Regions from separate parts of the Mus musculus genome. Here regions 1 and 2 are each linked to region 3. Evidence: chromatin contacts called from public ChIA-PET and HiChIP or PLAC-seq data. All regions are on one chromosome and are shown on one strand. Each heading gives the region's core, a stretch centred on a gene start, on an enhancer-like site or on the middle of the called end of the contact. The rest is flanking DNA. Distances are from core to core; before and after follow the strand shown.

What was found. ChIA-PET counts read pairs in DNA pulled down with a chosen protein or histone mark. HiChIP or PLAC-seq counts read pairs in DNA pulled down with a chosen protein or histone mark.
Region 1: a contact with region 3 is called in a FOXA1 HiChIP or PLAC-seq map of pancreatic cancer cells. The contact joins the promoter of Fstl3 here to the promoter of Dot1l in region 3. A contact is called at or near these places in 2 of 39 promoter capture datasets (liver and pre-B cells) and 1 of 115 datasets of contacts at active chromatin or transcription factors (pancreatic cancer cells).
Region 2: a contact with region 3 is called in an RNA polymerase II ChIA-PET map of memory CD8 T cells, with 34 read pairs. The contact joins the promoter of Cnn2 here to the promoter of Dot1l in region 3. A contact is called at or near these places in 2 of 39 promoter capture datasets (liver and pre-B cells), 4 of 115 datasets of contacts at active chromatin or transcription factors (astrocytes, embryonic stem cells, memory CD8 T cells and 1 more) and 1 of 9 other capture datasets (pancreatic islet).

Annotation. Positions count from the first base shown.
Region 1 is chr10:79,775,596-79,780,228 of GRCm38.p6, forward strand. It overlaps Fstl3 (follistatin-like 3), which reads left to right and starts at 1,679. Exons shown (of 5, transcript NM_031380.2): 1 at 1,679-1,802; 2 at 2,968-3,153; 3 at 4,370-4,585. The coding sequence starts at 1,706.
Region 2 is chr10:79,986,045-79,990,511 of GRCm38.p6, forward strand. Cnn2 (calponin 2) reads left to right here and starts at 2,556. Exons shown (of 7, transcript NM_007725.2): 1 at 2,556-2,696. The coding sequence starts at 2,634.
Region 3 is chr10:80,752,357-80,756,976 of GRCm38.p6, forward strand. Dot1l (DOT1-like, histone H3 methyltransferase (S. cerevisiae)) reads left to right here and starts at 2,847. Exons shown (of 28, transcript NM_199322.2): 1 at 2,847-3,168. The coding sequence starts at 3,088.

The sequences.
Region 1 (4,633 bases), core at 429-2,928, 980 kb before region 3:
AGGTCTCCTACCTACCACATGAGTATCAAACTCAAGTTGTTAGGCTTGGCTGCAAATGCCTTTACCCTCCAAGACATCTTTTTGTTTTGATGGTTATTTTGAGGCAGGGCCTCACCGTATAACTCTGGATGGCCTTGAACCCACAGAGCTTGCCTCTGCCTCCCAAGATCTGGGAGTAGAGGTGTAGTCCACCAAGCCAGACCACTGAGCTATCCTATCCTGTTTCTTCAAAGTATTTTTTTTTTTTGAGACAGGGTTTCTCTGTATAGCCCTGGCTGTCCTGGAACTCACTCTGTAGACCAGGCTGGACTTGAACTCAGAAATTCGCCTGCCTCTGCCTCCCGAGTGCTGGAATTAGTATTTCTTCTTCTTTTTTTTTTTAAAGATTATTTATTTTATGTATGTGAGTACAATGCTGCTGTTTTCAGACACACCAGAAGAGGACATTACAGATGGTTGTGAGCCACCATGTGTGAATTGAACTCAGGACCTCTAGAACACCAGTCAGTGCTCTTTAAGTGAGCCATCTCTCCAGCTCCCATCCTGTTTCTTAGATAGAGTCTTTCTGGCCTGTGCTCTCTTTGTAAACCAGATTGAACTTGAATTTGTGGCCCCCATAAGTGCTGGGATTCTGGGGTACAACTCCTGCCGGATGATTTTTTTTTCCTATGTGCACATATCCATTCACAGAGGCCAGAAGACATCAGGTGTCCCCTCTCTCACATCTGGCCTTATTCCTTTGAGACAAGAGTCTCTCACTGAAGTTGCAGGTATGGTGACCAGCAAGCCCCAGCAATCCTCCTGTCTCCACCCCCACATACCTGGGATTACAGGCGTCCTTGCCCCACATTGGCTTTTTACATGGATGCTGGAGATTTGAACTCAGGTCTTCCTGTCTCTGAAGCAATCAGTCTTAACCCCTGAGCCATCCTCTAAACTCTGGGTTTGGCTTCGTTTTCCCTTTTTGAGTCAGGGTCTCAGGTAGCCCAGGCTAGCCTTGAATTCCCTGTGTAGCTGAGAATGTCCTTGAACTCTTGATCCACCAGCCGTTACCTCCTGAGAGCTGGAATGGCAGGTGTGCACCATCCCTTTTGTGCCGGTGGACTCCAGGGCCTGTGTGAGCTGGGGGAGCACTCTAGCTCCCACGGAGCTAGCTACAGACAACCTCAACTTTAGTTTGATGCACTCTGAAGCCCTAGCTGGCCTCAAACTCACAGCAATCCTCCTGCTTCAGCCTCCAAAGGCTAGAATGGTAGGTATGAGTCTTTAAATAGTTTGGAACAGCATGGGGACACCCTTTGCAACCGTGGGTACTGTCATGGTGAAGGTTAGGCAAGAGGCTAAAGAGACCAGATGGTAACCTCAATACCCGCTTAGCCCAGGTGGGGCTTCTCACCTGCACCCCAGAGATCCCCAAAGGAACACTGGACACCTGGAGGTGTCCACCTCCCAGGACATGCCCTCCGGGCCACACTTTGTGACCTGACCCCATTGTGGACTGTTCTTCCTAGACAACTGTCTGGTTCCCAGATGGGACACGGCCTGCCCCCGGTGGCCACCCCCGCGCAGGCCCGGGCCCTGCGCCTCGGGGACACGTCCGTCCCGCTGCGCCCCGCCCCGCCCGCCGCCGGCCCCGCCCGCCCTGGGCTTTTATAGGCCGAGGCGTCTGCACTCGCTGAGTCCCCGCTGCTGCCCAACACTCGCCATGCGTTCTGGGGCACTGTGGCCGCTGCTTTGGGGAGCCCTGGTCTGGACAGTGGGATCCGTGGGCGCCGTGATGGGCTCCGAGGATTCTGTGCCCGGTGAGTGGGGCTGGGCGGAAGGGGCGGGCGAGCGGGCCACCCACGTGGCCTGAGGAATGCGGCAGGGGGATGTCTGGGGTGTGCTCTGGCTGGGTGGGCGAATGCGGGACTCCACGCCTCCAGCCTCAAAAGAGGACTGACATTTATTTATTGAGCTCTTACTGTTTACATGCTTTCCCATGAGTCCACAGAACAGCCGAAACTTGTGGGTACTTTTTCCTCCCCGTTTTCAGGATAGGTAAACTGAGGCCCAGGGTCATGAACCTTTTAAGTGACGTGGTAGGTGGCTCTGTAGGCCCTAGAGAGACATCTCTGGGTGGCTGGCCCTGCTAATGCCACTTAGGCAGAGGGTTTCAGGAGTCTCTGGATGAGATGCCTCAGGTAGAATGGTATACCTGCATCTGGCCAGGAGAGCTCCAGCCTCAGTCTCCCTTTTTGTAAAGCCTTTGCAGAGGTGCTGGGGCCCAGTTCATGGAAGGCGTTCGGCAGTGTCTCTTGAGCAAGAATGAGTTCTGATGGGGGCGGGGGGGGGGGGGGAGGTGTGCGGCTGTCTTCACTTAAGGGTGAAGAAAGCCAAAGGTTCTGTGTTCTAGCCCCTACCAGCCCTGCAAGGCTGCTGCCCTCCAAGGGAGCCAAGCCCCCTCCCCTAGGGCCGCGTCCCCCGTCCCTGTCCCAGGGGAGTGAGCTCACGCAGAGGGAATGTTCCCCAGTTGGAGTGAGTAAGAGGCGGGTCAGGCGAGGGGGGGCTGCAAGCCGGGGGCTCGGCTGTCCTGGGCACTGTCTAGACAGAGGGCAGAGGCGGGAAGCCAGTGCAGGCCCACAGACCCTCACATGCCGAGCGCCTGGCATTTGAAGGGGCTGGGCAGGGTGCCAGTTCTCAGGCCTGGAGGCCAGGCGGGAGTTGGTGGTGGAGCACTCGGGTGCGGCTCAGAGGAGAAGGGTTCCCTCCACAGAAGAGCTCGAGCCACAGCTGTGGCTTTCTGCCCTTTCTTCCTGTACAGGGCATTTAGGATAGCTATGGACATCTCTGAATTGGCTGGGGGAATTAGATCTGAGGTGTTGGGGGTTAGTTGGGAGTTTGTTCCACAAAGATCATGTATAGGGATAATTCTTAGGTAGAGATGGGGTCTGGAGCTTCCCCATTCCTCCTCCTCCTTCCAAATAGGTGGCGTGTGCTGGCTCCAGCAGGGCAGAGAGGCCACCTGCAGTCTGGTGCTGAAGACTCGTGTCAGCCGGGAGGAGTGCTGTGCTTCCGGCAACATCAACACCGCCTGGTCCAACTTCACCCACCCAGGCAATAAAATCAGCCTGCTAGGGTTCCTGGGCCTCGTCCACTGCCTCCCCTGCAAAGGTGAAGCCGTGGGGGGCTCCTGATGGCAGACAAGACCCAGAGTGAATGGGGAACTGGGGAGGGGACCCTGGGGCCCACGACTTGCGGAGGCTTTGAGAAGCCCCCTGGTTTCATCATGTAAAGCCCCTAACCTGCATCCTACCTCACCTGGTGGGGAGGAACTTAGCCTTAAATCCTGACCAGGCATTCAGGCTATGTCCGTCCGTACTGCTACCCTCATGGGACCCTGAGCACCACACATTTTACATAGCTAATATGCCTGGAGTATCTGCCTGTGCTTTATTCTGAGCACGCCCGCCACCCGCGTCCCTGCTGAGGTGAATGAATAACAGTCCAGGTGACAGAGGGCACCCCTGGCCTCTCTGTGCTTGGGGCTGAACCAGTAGAAAGTGATGGGAAGGATTTGGAGGAAGCAGGCATAAGATCTAGGGTCGGGGTGATGATTAGGAGTTTGTTGAGTGAAGCCCATATGGAAGAGTGCACTGGGTCTAGGGTTAGTCTCTAGAGGTAGGAGCAACATCAGGCAGCTCATCCAGGAGGAAGCTGGGCAGGGCTGCAGACCCTCAGGGATAGGAGGATAGGGAAGGAGCCTGCATTGGCCTCAGGGGTAGGATTAATCTCCCATCAGCCTGGCTGTGTGGTCCAGAGCCCATTGCCACACTCCCCTCCTCCTCTAGCTTCTGAGAAGAGGAGGGATTTCAAGAAAAGCCTTTCCGGGGCTTGAGGGCCTGACTGTCCTCCCAGCCTCCTCTGGTCCTCGGGACTGGGGATGGAAATTTGCCCCCTCCCTTTTCTTTCTTTGATTTCCTAAAGCTGGCTAGAGGGTCAGTTCCAGATGTATGGTGGGTGGGCCCTCTGGGGGGGGGTACCCAGGTGTAACCCTGAAATGTAGGTCTCTCCAGATCCTGGATAATCAAGAGTTCAAGGCCAGCCCTGGCTACAAAGCAAGTTTGAGTAGCCTAGGCTACTTGAGGCCAACTCAAAAAAACAGAGTATGTGGCTAGGTGTAAATGCCAACACAAGAATGTCTAGGCGAACCTCAGTTTCCCCACCTGAGACATAAAGATGTGCAGAGTGAACGAACCTCTCCCCCATGCCTCTTTGGGGAGGTCCTAGTAGAAACCAGTAATGGATGCATCCAGTAATTGTGCATCACGGTGCACCTGGACTCCAGTGACATGTGGGAACCGCACTCGTGTGTGCTCTGTGTCCTCAGATTCCTGCGACGGAGTGGAGTGCGGCCCCGGCAAGGCGTGCCGCATGCTGGGGGGCCGTCCACACTGCGAGTGCGTGCCCAACTGCGAGGGGCTTCCCGCGGGCTTCCAGGTCTGCGGCTCTGATGGCGCCACCTACCGGGACGAATGCGAACTGCGCACCGCGCGCTGTCGCGGACACCCAGACTTGCGCGTCATGTACCGCGGCCGCTGTCAAAGTAAGAGCTGTGACCGTGGAGGGGCGGGGACGCGGGGCGGGGCCAAGG
Region 2 (4,467 bases), core at 1,306-3,805, 770 kb before region 3:
GTCACTTGTTTGAAAATAGGAAACGTCCCTGGGTGACCCGAGCTTTAGAAAAACCTAGCCTGACCTTCGTGGAGAAGCAATGGGGTTCCCTCCAGCACAGGCCAACACGTCAGTCAGTCATATCGCTCACGACCAGAGCAAGCAAGGCTTGACTGAGAGATGGGATTTTACTTTATTTACTTTTTGAGTTTGTGGTCTTTCCTTGGCTGTTCTGGAACTTGCTCTGTAGAGCAGCCTGGCCTTATATTCACAGTGATCCTCTTGCCTCTCTCTGCCTCCGGAGTGGTGATCTCAAGGGCATGGTCACCACACCCACAGCAGAAGCACTACCACCCAGATCCCAGGCACTGCAGAGATGGTCTGTCCCCCGGAAGGTGTGACCCTGGCAGGGAGAGTCATCCTGGGGCCCAGCCAGCTTCCAGCAGCTAGGGCCAGAATTCTTAAGATTTTTGACATCTATATCAGCCGCCCCAAGAGGAGTTTGCAAATATTAACTCATCTGATTTTCAGACAAGGAGCCTGGAGTTCAGAGAGAGCTGATAATTAGTGTCACACAGTGAAATGGGGAAGGAGGATTTTTGTTTGTTTTTCAATACAGGGTTTCTCTGTGTAGCCCTGGCTGTCCTGGAACTCACTCTGTAGAGCAGACTGGAGTCGAACTCACAGAGAACCTCAAGAGTGCTGGGTGGGACTAAAGACGTGCCACCACCACCCAGCTACATGGAATGTTAAATTCCATTCATTTTCGATCTCAGGACAGAGTTCTAATACACTAAGCTGCTAGAAATCCAGAATCTTGGGATCTGGGGTGTTTGGGGTTTTGTTTCTGGGATTGTAAGTCACAAAGCAGCAGGGCCAGGGTTTGAATGTGGCACACAGTCCTCTCGGCATGGAATAGTTTTCCTTATTTGTTCTTATTTCTCAACCACTTCAAAGCTCAGAAAGCTCTTCTGAGCTCAGGGGCGGGACAGAAGGAGGGAGTGGCTGGCCTTGCTGCTGGGCGGGAGCAGAGATGTGGCTATACTTCACAGCATACACAGTGTTTTGTTCAAATTTCAGCCCCTGTTAAGAAAATGAGGGAAGTTGGACTCATCTACTCATTTTTTTTTTTTTTGAGTGCCTGTCTGCGCACGACGCGCATGCAGTGCCTACAGCGGCCAGATGGGGGCGTCGGGTCCCCTGAAGCTGGAGTCACAGAAGGCTGTGAACACTGGGGGTGTGTGTGAGGGCTGTGTATGTGGATACAGGTGCGCTGCAGATGGAGAAGAAAGGAGGCGAGGAGGGTGGGCTGGGGAGATGGCTCAGGTCTGGGGAAATAGCTGCTCTTGCAGAGAACCTGGTTGTGGCACCTGCAGTTGCTGTCTCAGTGCTCAGCACAGTGGCCTGGATGCCCTGATACCCTGCTAAGCCTGTGTGCACCCCACACAGCATGGCCGCTCTTGACAAGTGCTTTCTTTAACTATTCCAAAAAGGTCTTCAGTGTCCCGACACCTGGGGCTTCCTGCCTGGTCACAGGAACCTGTGTTGTCCACAGTTTGGGACCATCTGGAGTCCGGTGCTCCACTGTACAAATTCAAAAACTCCAGCAGAGCCCAGAGAGGAAGGATTTGTCTAAATCACAGAAACCCAGAGAGGTGGGAAGAAAGCCACCCTTTAGAAGTATCCAACCACTGGGCGTGGTGGCGCACGCCTTTAATCCCAGCACTTGGGAGGCAGAGGCAGGTGAATTTCTGAGTTCGAGGCCAGCCTGATCTACAGAGTGAGTTCCAGAGAAATCCTGTCTCGAAAAAACTATGCTTCCGTCCTATGGCCAAGGCCTCTCTGTCAAGCCCTGAGACTCCCAGCATCTGTCTGCCTGTGTTCCGTGGGGCAGGACCAGCCCCTCAGGAATCAACTTGATCCATCTACAGACTCAGGTTGAGCTCAGGCACTTACTGAAAGGATATCATCCTCAGCCACTCCACCCTCACACAGTCAGCCAGCAACCCTCAGCCCTTCTGGGAGCCCCACCCCGACCTCCAACCGATCGCCTTCTCCCACCCTCCATATTTTGCACTTGGTGTTCTAGCAGAAAGCCTTTTCCCTTTGGACTGAAAAACTCATCCATCAGTGCTCCAGCTCCCGAGGCCTCCTTCTCTGAGAAGCTCCCCTCGAGAATCCTGTCTATGCCGCCCCTGCCCCTTCCCACTGAGATGTTTGGAGAGGGAGCAAGATTCTGGTAAGTGCCGGTAGTGGCAGAGAAGGTTTCTAGCCAGATTTTAGGATTTAGGGTCCCACCGAACAGTTTTCTGTCTCTCACTATGATACAGGAGGAGTAAACTGACTTCTGGCCCAGGTCGGAAGCCCACGCCCTTCGCTGCCTCAGTTTCCCGCAACTACAAACGGGACGGCGGGCCCCTCCTGATCGGCCGGGATGCTAGGGTGGCTCCGGCGGGCGGGGGTCCCGGCGGCCGAGGGGGGCTCAGGAAGTCGCGGCCACAGGAATTCGGCGCTTCCACGCCTTATAAGGACATTTGCTCTGCCAGCCAATCGGCGGCGGGGGCGGCGCTCAGCCCCGTCCCGGGCCGTCCGCCCGCAGCCCGACCCTCTGCCGGTCCCGCTGGTCCTCCTGTCCCGCTCCGGGGTCCCGCGCCATGAGCTCCACGCAGTTCAACAAGGGCCCGTCCTACGGGCTCTCGGCCGAGGTCAAGAACCGGGTGAGTGGGTTGCGGGGCTTGCCAGCCTCGAACGCACGACCAATGGGAGCGGGGCTCGCCAGCCTCGAACGCGCGACCGATGCATGAGCCGGGACAGCTGGGCTTTGCTTTACCCTGATATCCGGAGGGTCTGGGGTGCTGTGGGAAGCTGTGGCGTCTGGGAGGCTGGGGACCCATTTTATCCGCATCCTGAATGTCACCTCCAGCCCCGCCCCTGGACCTCTCAGTCCCCGGCGCCCCGGGCTTCCTGCACTCTGTGCCCCTTGCAGGATGTAAGAAAGTTAAGGTCCGGGAGAGAGAAAGCGAGCACACGAGCGATCCGGGCGTCTGAGAGTGCCCCCTGAGGCCCCATCTTCATTACCTGTCGAAACTTCCGTTTCATCTAAGCCACTTAAGTTGGGGACAGGGAAGGGGGCGGGGCCGGTGGCCTTCTTAACAGGGTGTGGTCCGTTCCAGGACTCCCACACACACCTGGGAAAGGGCTCACTGAGAGGAACCGCAAATGCAGGAGAACACTGAAGTCACCAGTTTCGGAGGGACATCTGGGGAGCCATACAGCAAGGTGTCCTGAGCTGATGAGGGAGACACTGATCCCAGACTTAGGGGGCTCAGGCCTGACATCCTGAAACCTTCTAGATAGATCCGCCAACCACACGCACACACCTGGCACCTGGGAATGCAAGTTTCACAGTCAGCTAAAGCCAAGCAACCTGCCTAGGCACGCTGAAGCTACCAGTCGGACCCACCTCCGACTGGCACCTGCCAGGTCCCTACAAGTGACACGAGAGGCATACCTACCTCATGCCACCCATGTGCTATCCTCAGCCTGCTAGAGACAAGTTGCTATTTCACTTCCCACCCTGGGCTCAGAGAGGTTGCTCTAGCTCCCCAGAGACACACAGCATTCTGACGACCCTGCCCAATTCTTCCTGGACAGACTGGACATCTCCCTGGAACAGAGAAAGTGAAAGAAAGAGTCAGGACAGCCCTAAGGATAGAGTTTTAGGAGCTGGGTGGGGCCAGGGACAGGTCAGCACTTGCTCAGGGGATGAGCTCTCAGATCCCCTCCAACTGTGGAGCTGGGAAGTGGACCCCCCCCCCCCAGTAGCCTGCAGGGGTCACAGAAGGGTTGCATCGTCCACTGGGAGGGGGGATCCGGAGACTTTTCTGCCTGACCTATGTGCCTCAGTTTACCCCCCTAGCTGGCCCATATCCCGTGGGACTTTGTTCGGTCCAGTTGAGGAGCCTGGCCACTGGGGAACAGCTGGTCTTGATTTAGACCCGGGAGGCCACCGCATTCCTGGTAGTTTGTGGCCTGCGGGCAGGAATGCGCTGAAGGGCAGTGGGGAGGGAGGTGGCCGCAGCGGGCGGGACTGAGCCCCTGCCCTCCTCCTTGGTCCTCAGAGTGGCTAGGGACGTGGCACAGCTGGACCAGGCATGCTTGGCGTCCCTGGCCGACCCCTGTTCCCCTCTGGGCTGTCCTTGCTTTTTCCTGTGGGAACAGCTGCCCCGACTGCCCCTGCACCCAGCTAATCCCACTTCGAAGGATTTTAAAAGACAGGAAGGGGAGAGGGAGCGCCTGACAGCGAACTCTTACACAAACCAGTCCATATAGGAAACTGCCGGGCATGGTGGCGCACGCCTTTAATCCCAGCACTCGGGAGGCAGAGGCAGGCAGTTTTCTGAGTCGTAGGCTAGTGGTCTACAAAGTGAGCTCCAGGACAGCCAGGGCTACACAGAGAAACCCTGTCTCGAAAAACCGGGGGGGGGG
Region 3 (4,620 bases), core at 1,597-4,096:
TATTAGCTCTGGCAATGAAAGCATGAGAGACCTGGGAAATTCTCTCCACTACCACTGAAGTTGGGACATTGTCTTGTAGGGAAAGATGAGCCTCACTCTGGACAACACAAGGAGAAAGTAATAGCTACAAGGCACGGAGGAGAGCTCTGTGTAGGAATCCCCTAGAGTGAGTAACAGGATTGGCCTTCTCTCTAAAGGGCATGAGGAAGTAGGTCAGATATAAAGAACGTTCACAGTCTGTCACTGCAGCAGCAGGCTGGGGGGCTGCTGGTCAAGGTCTGCTCTTAGACTAGCTTAGTGGGACAGTATTTGCTCAAGTTCATTTCCTTAATCAAGCAGGAAATAAAGAAAAGAAAAGAAAAGAAAAGAAAAAGAAAAGGCATTCAAGGTCATTCTGGCCTACAGAAGACTGTCCCAAGAACACCACCAGCAACAACCAGCCAAAGCTGAAGCAGAATGGACATGGTGCCTCCAGAGGGCTTTATCTCAGCACTCCACTCGGGAGGCAGAGGCAGGCCGATCTCTGTGAGTTTAAGGCCAGCCTGGGCTACTTATCAACTTTCTTTTGTTTTGTTTTGTTTTGTTTTTTAAAATTTTTTTCCAGACAGGGTTTCTCTGTATAGCCCTGGGTGTCCTGGAACTCACTCTGTAGAGCAGGCTGGCCTCGAATTCAGAAATCCACCTGCCTCTGCCTCCCAAGTGCTGGGATTAAAGATGCATGCCACCACTGCCCTGCACATATCAACTTTCAAAGCTACACAATGATCTCCTCTCAAAAAAAAAAAAAAAAAAAAAAGTAAAACAAGATAACAAAATCAAACGTAGAAGCCGCCGGGTGTGGTGGCACACCCTGTCTCGAAAAACCAAACCAAAAAACAAACAAACAAAAAAACATAGAAGCCAACAAATAAAAACAATAGAGCAATCTAGGAAGAGCCAATGCAGACTTCTGCAAGGAAGGATAATCTCGGCTCAGGCCCAGGCTATCCACCTGCCTCTGCCTGTGTCCCAAGAGCCCTGTGTAACCCATGAGTTACCTGGCAAGTTCAGTTTCTTGACCTGCTTACATCATACCAAGTGTACTGGCTAGTTTTGTGTCAACTTGACAGAGAAAGGAGCTTCAGCTGGGGAAATGCCTCCATGAGATCCAGCTGTAAGGCATTTTCTTTTTTCTTTTTTTTTTTTAATTTATTTTTATTATATGTAAGTACACTGTAGCTGTCTTCAGACACCCCAGAAGAGGGAGTCAGATCTCATTATGGATGGTTGTGAGCCACCATGTGGTTGCTGGGATTTGAACTTCGGACCTTTGGAAGAGCAGTAAGGTGCTCTTACCCACTGAGCCATCTCACCAGCCCATGTAAGGCATTTTCTTAATTAGTGATCAAGGGGGGAGGTCCCCTTGTGAGTGGTGCCATCCCTGGGCTGGTAGTCTTGGGTTCTATAAGAGAGCAAGCTGCAGCCAGGGCTACACAGAGAAACCCTGTCTTGGGAAAAAAATGTATTTAAGAGAGAGAGAGAGAGAGAGAGAGAGAGAGCGCAAGCTGAGCAAGCCAGGGGAAGCAAGCCAGTAAAGAACATCCCTCCATGGCCTCTGCATCAGCTCCTGCTTCCTGACCTGCCTGAGTTCCAGTCCTGACATCCTTTGGTGATTAACAGCAATGTGGAAGTGTAAGGTGAATAAACCCTTTCCTCCCCAACTTGCTTCTTGGTCCTGATGTTTGTGCAGGAATAGAAGCCCTGACTGAGACACCAAGCTACAGAGTCTTTTACCACGTCATTTAGTTTTGGAACGAGGGCTCACTGAGTTGCCCAGGCTGGCCCGGAATTTACTTGGTAGCTCAGCATGGCTTCTAGCTCCGGATCCTTCTTTTGGGGGCTGGCAAGCGCTAGGATGAGGGGTGGGAGCCATCTCCCCTAGATTACATTCACTCCCATGTAGTCAGGAAGAAGAAGCAGCTATCCAGAAGCGGCTGGTGAGCTGGTGACAGCTCACCTCAAGGTAACTTATTCTCAGAAGGTTTTGGGGGGAGGGAACTTAAGTATTAGAAGGATTGGAATGGCCTAAGAAGGAAATAAGTTTGGCTCCTGACTCTGTAAAGTTCTGGGCAGGTCAGAGAATAACATTGCTTTGAACTCTTAATTGAGAGCCTCCGACCTATAGGGTCCAATTTGACTGATGATTTATTAATTAACTTATTGCTCACATCTTTAATCCCAGCTCTCAGGAGGCAGAGGCAGGTGGATTTTGGTAAATTCGAGGTCAGACTGGTCAACAGAATGAGTTCCTGGACAGCCAGGGACACCCTGTCTCAAAAAAAAAAAAAAAAAAAAAAGCATGTAAATAAACAATAAGCAGATAGGCTAGAAAAGTGAAAAAATAGAAAAGCTAAAGAAGGGGAAAAATTGAAAAATGAAAAAAAAAAGAAAGAAAGAAAAAGCCAGAAAAACAGAAAAAGAAAATTGACGGGAAGGGAAGAGAAAGAAAAAGAACAGGAAATGGAAAGAAAAGAAAAAAGCAAAGCAAAGCGAAGGGACGCGAAGCAAGCCTGTGCAACTGGGATTTGAACTTGACCCCGCCTGGTCTCTCTCGCTTTCCTCCGCAGGGTTTCCCCGGGTCCCCGCTTCCGGCTGGCGGCGACGTCGGAGGGCAACCGAGGACGTGCGTGCGCCGCTGCGTGCGTAAGTGCGTGCGTCGGTCGGAGGAGGGCGAGTCCAAGGGGGCGTGGCGTGCGAGGGGTGGCGCGCGCGGCGCGGCGGGCGGAGGCTCTGGGCGCGCACCGCCTCTTGGCTCCCGGCCTCCCCCGCGCGCGCTCGCCGAGTGGTTCCGCCCGACCCCCCGGCTCATTGTGCCTTCTCCTCACGCCGGCCCAAGATGGCGGCGGCTCTAGACGCCCCGGCTCTGTGACTCCTACAAAGAGGGGAGCTGGGGCCACACGGGAGCGGCGGCCGAGGCACAGGCCGGGCCGTCTGTCCTCAGCCGTCCGCCCCGCGTCCGCCCGTGTCCGCCCGCCCGGCTTCCCGCCGGTGGCCCCGCCCCTCCCCCAACCGCCCGCCTAGCATGGTGCGGCGGCCGCGCGCGCCGACATGGGCGAGAAGCTGGAGCTGAGGCTCAAGTCGCCTGTGGGCGCCGAGCCCGCCGTCTACCCGTGGCCGCTGCCGGTCTACGTGAGTGTACTTGCGGAGAACGCGGGGGTAGGAGTCGTGGGGCTCCGCGGCGGCAGCGGCGGCGGCGGCGGGTCCTTGGCCGTTCTCGGCCCGCGCCTGCCGTTGCCCTGACGCGGCCGGTCGCGTTGTCGCCGCCGCCGGCCCGGAGCCCCGCGTCTCCAGCCTTTGAGGACCTGAGTCTGGACCGACCTTGTGGGCAGGGGTGTAGAGACTGAGAAGTCGGGGATTCCTTGCCTTTCGTGGCGACCCCTCATGTTGTCACCTCAAATTGTCACCTCACGTGCCCTCTTCCAGTCATCTGTTTCTTATCCTGATGCCTTCTCCTATTGTCCTCTATGCCCTTTCTCGTTGTCACCTTTTGATGTTCATGGGCAGGTGCTAAAAAGAACCCTAGGAAGTCAGGGGGAGGTTGGCCCTTGGGTTTGGGTTGTCCCCCCACGTTCGTGGAGTGGTAGGAGGGCTCCGAATAGTTGTTTCTTCATGTCAGGGTGCCCGGCTGAAAGAACCTGAGAAGTTAGAGAGGTTGTCATCTCAATTTGTACCTCATGTGTCGTTTGACGTTGGTGGATTGGCCTGGAGGTACATTGGAATGCTGGAGCAGTTGTTTCTTAATGTTGGTGGCATGGCTAGAGGGGACTTAGGGAGTCTGGAGGTTGTCCTCTCATGCTGGTGGGTAGAGCTGGTGCGACTCTGCAAAGCTGGAGGTGTTATCCCTTAAAGTGGAAGTGCCAGAGGCAAGTGGGTTCTGAAGTCCAGGAGGGCCTGCGGAGGTCAGTGTACTGTCCCCTTGTGGCCCTTTGTATGCTTTGAGTAGAAGATACAGCAGTGGGGTTCCCTGGTGCTGCTGAGTTCACATCCTCACTGGGGTCCCAGGGAACATGTGTGTCCTGGGATGCCCTTGCACCTGTCCTCTGCCTCTTCGAATTAGGCAGCCCTGTGTGTCCTTGAACATTCCCACAAGTGTCCACTCAACTCTCCTGAGGTCAGCAAGATGGCTCAGCAACAGTCTTATAATCTGAGTTCCATGTTTGGGACATGGGCAGAAGGGAGAGTACCAACTTCCACAAGTTCTCTGACCTCACTGTGTGCACAGACACAGCCACTCACAAATGTAATAGGAATTTTGAAATATCTGTTTGTGTGTATGCTGGTCATGGTGGCACACACTTTTAATCCTGGCACTTGGCAGAGGCAGGAGGAGTCCTGACCAACCTGGTCTATAGTGTGGGTTCCTGGTTGGTGGTCTGCCTACAAAGAGTCTGAGAAATTGGGGAGGCTTGTCCCTCTTCTTACCACGACTGGAAGGACTGTGGGAAATGGGAAAAGTTGTCCCCTGGTGTTGGTGGAGTCTGAGAGGTTGGGAAGTCCGGGAGGTTGTCTGGTGAGGCTGTCTGGAAGAGCACACTCTTTAGTACGTTCCCTCTCAGAGTTGGCTGTTCTGACTAGCCACCC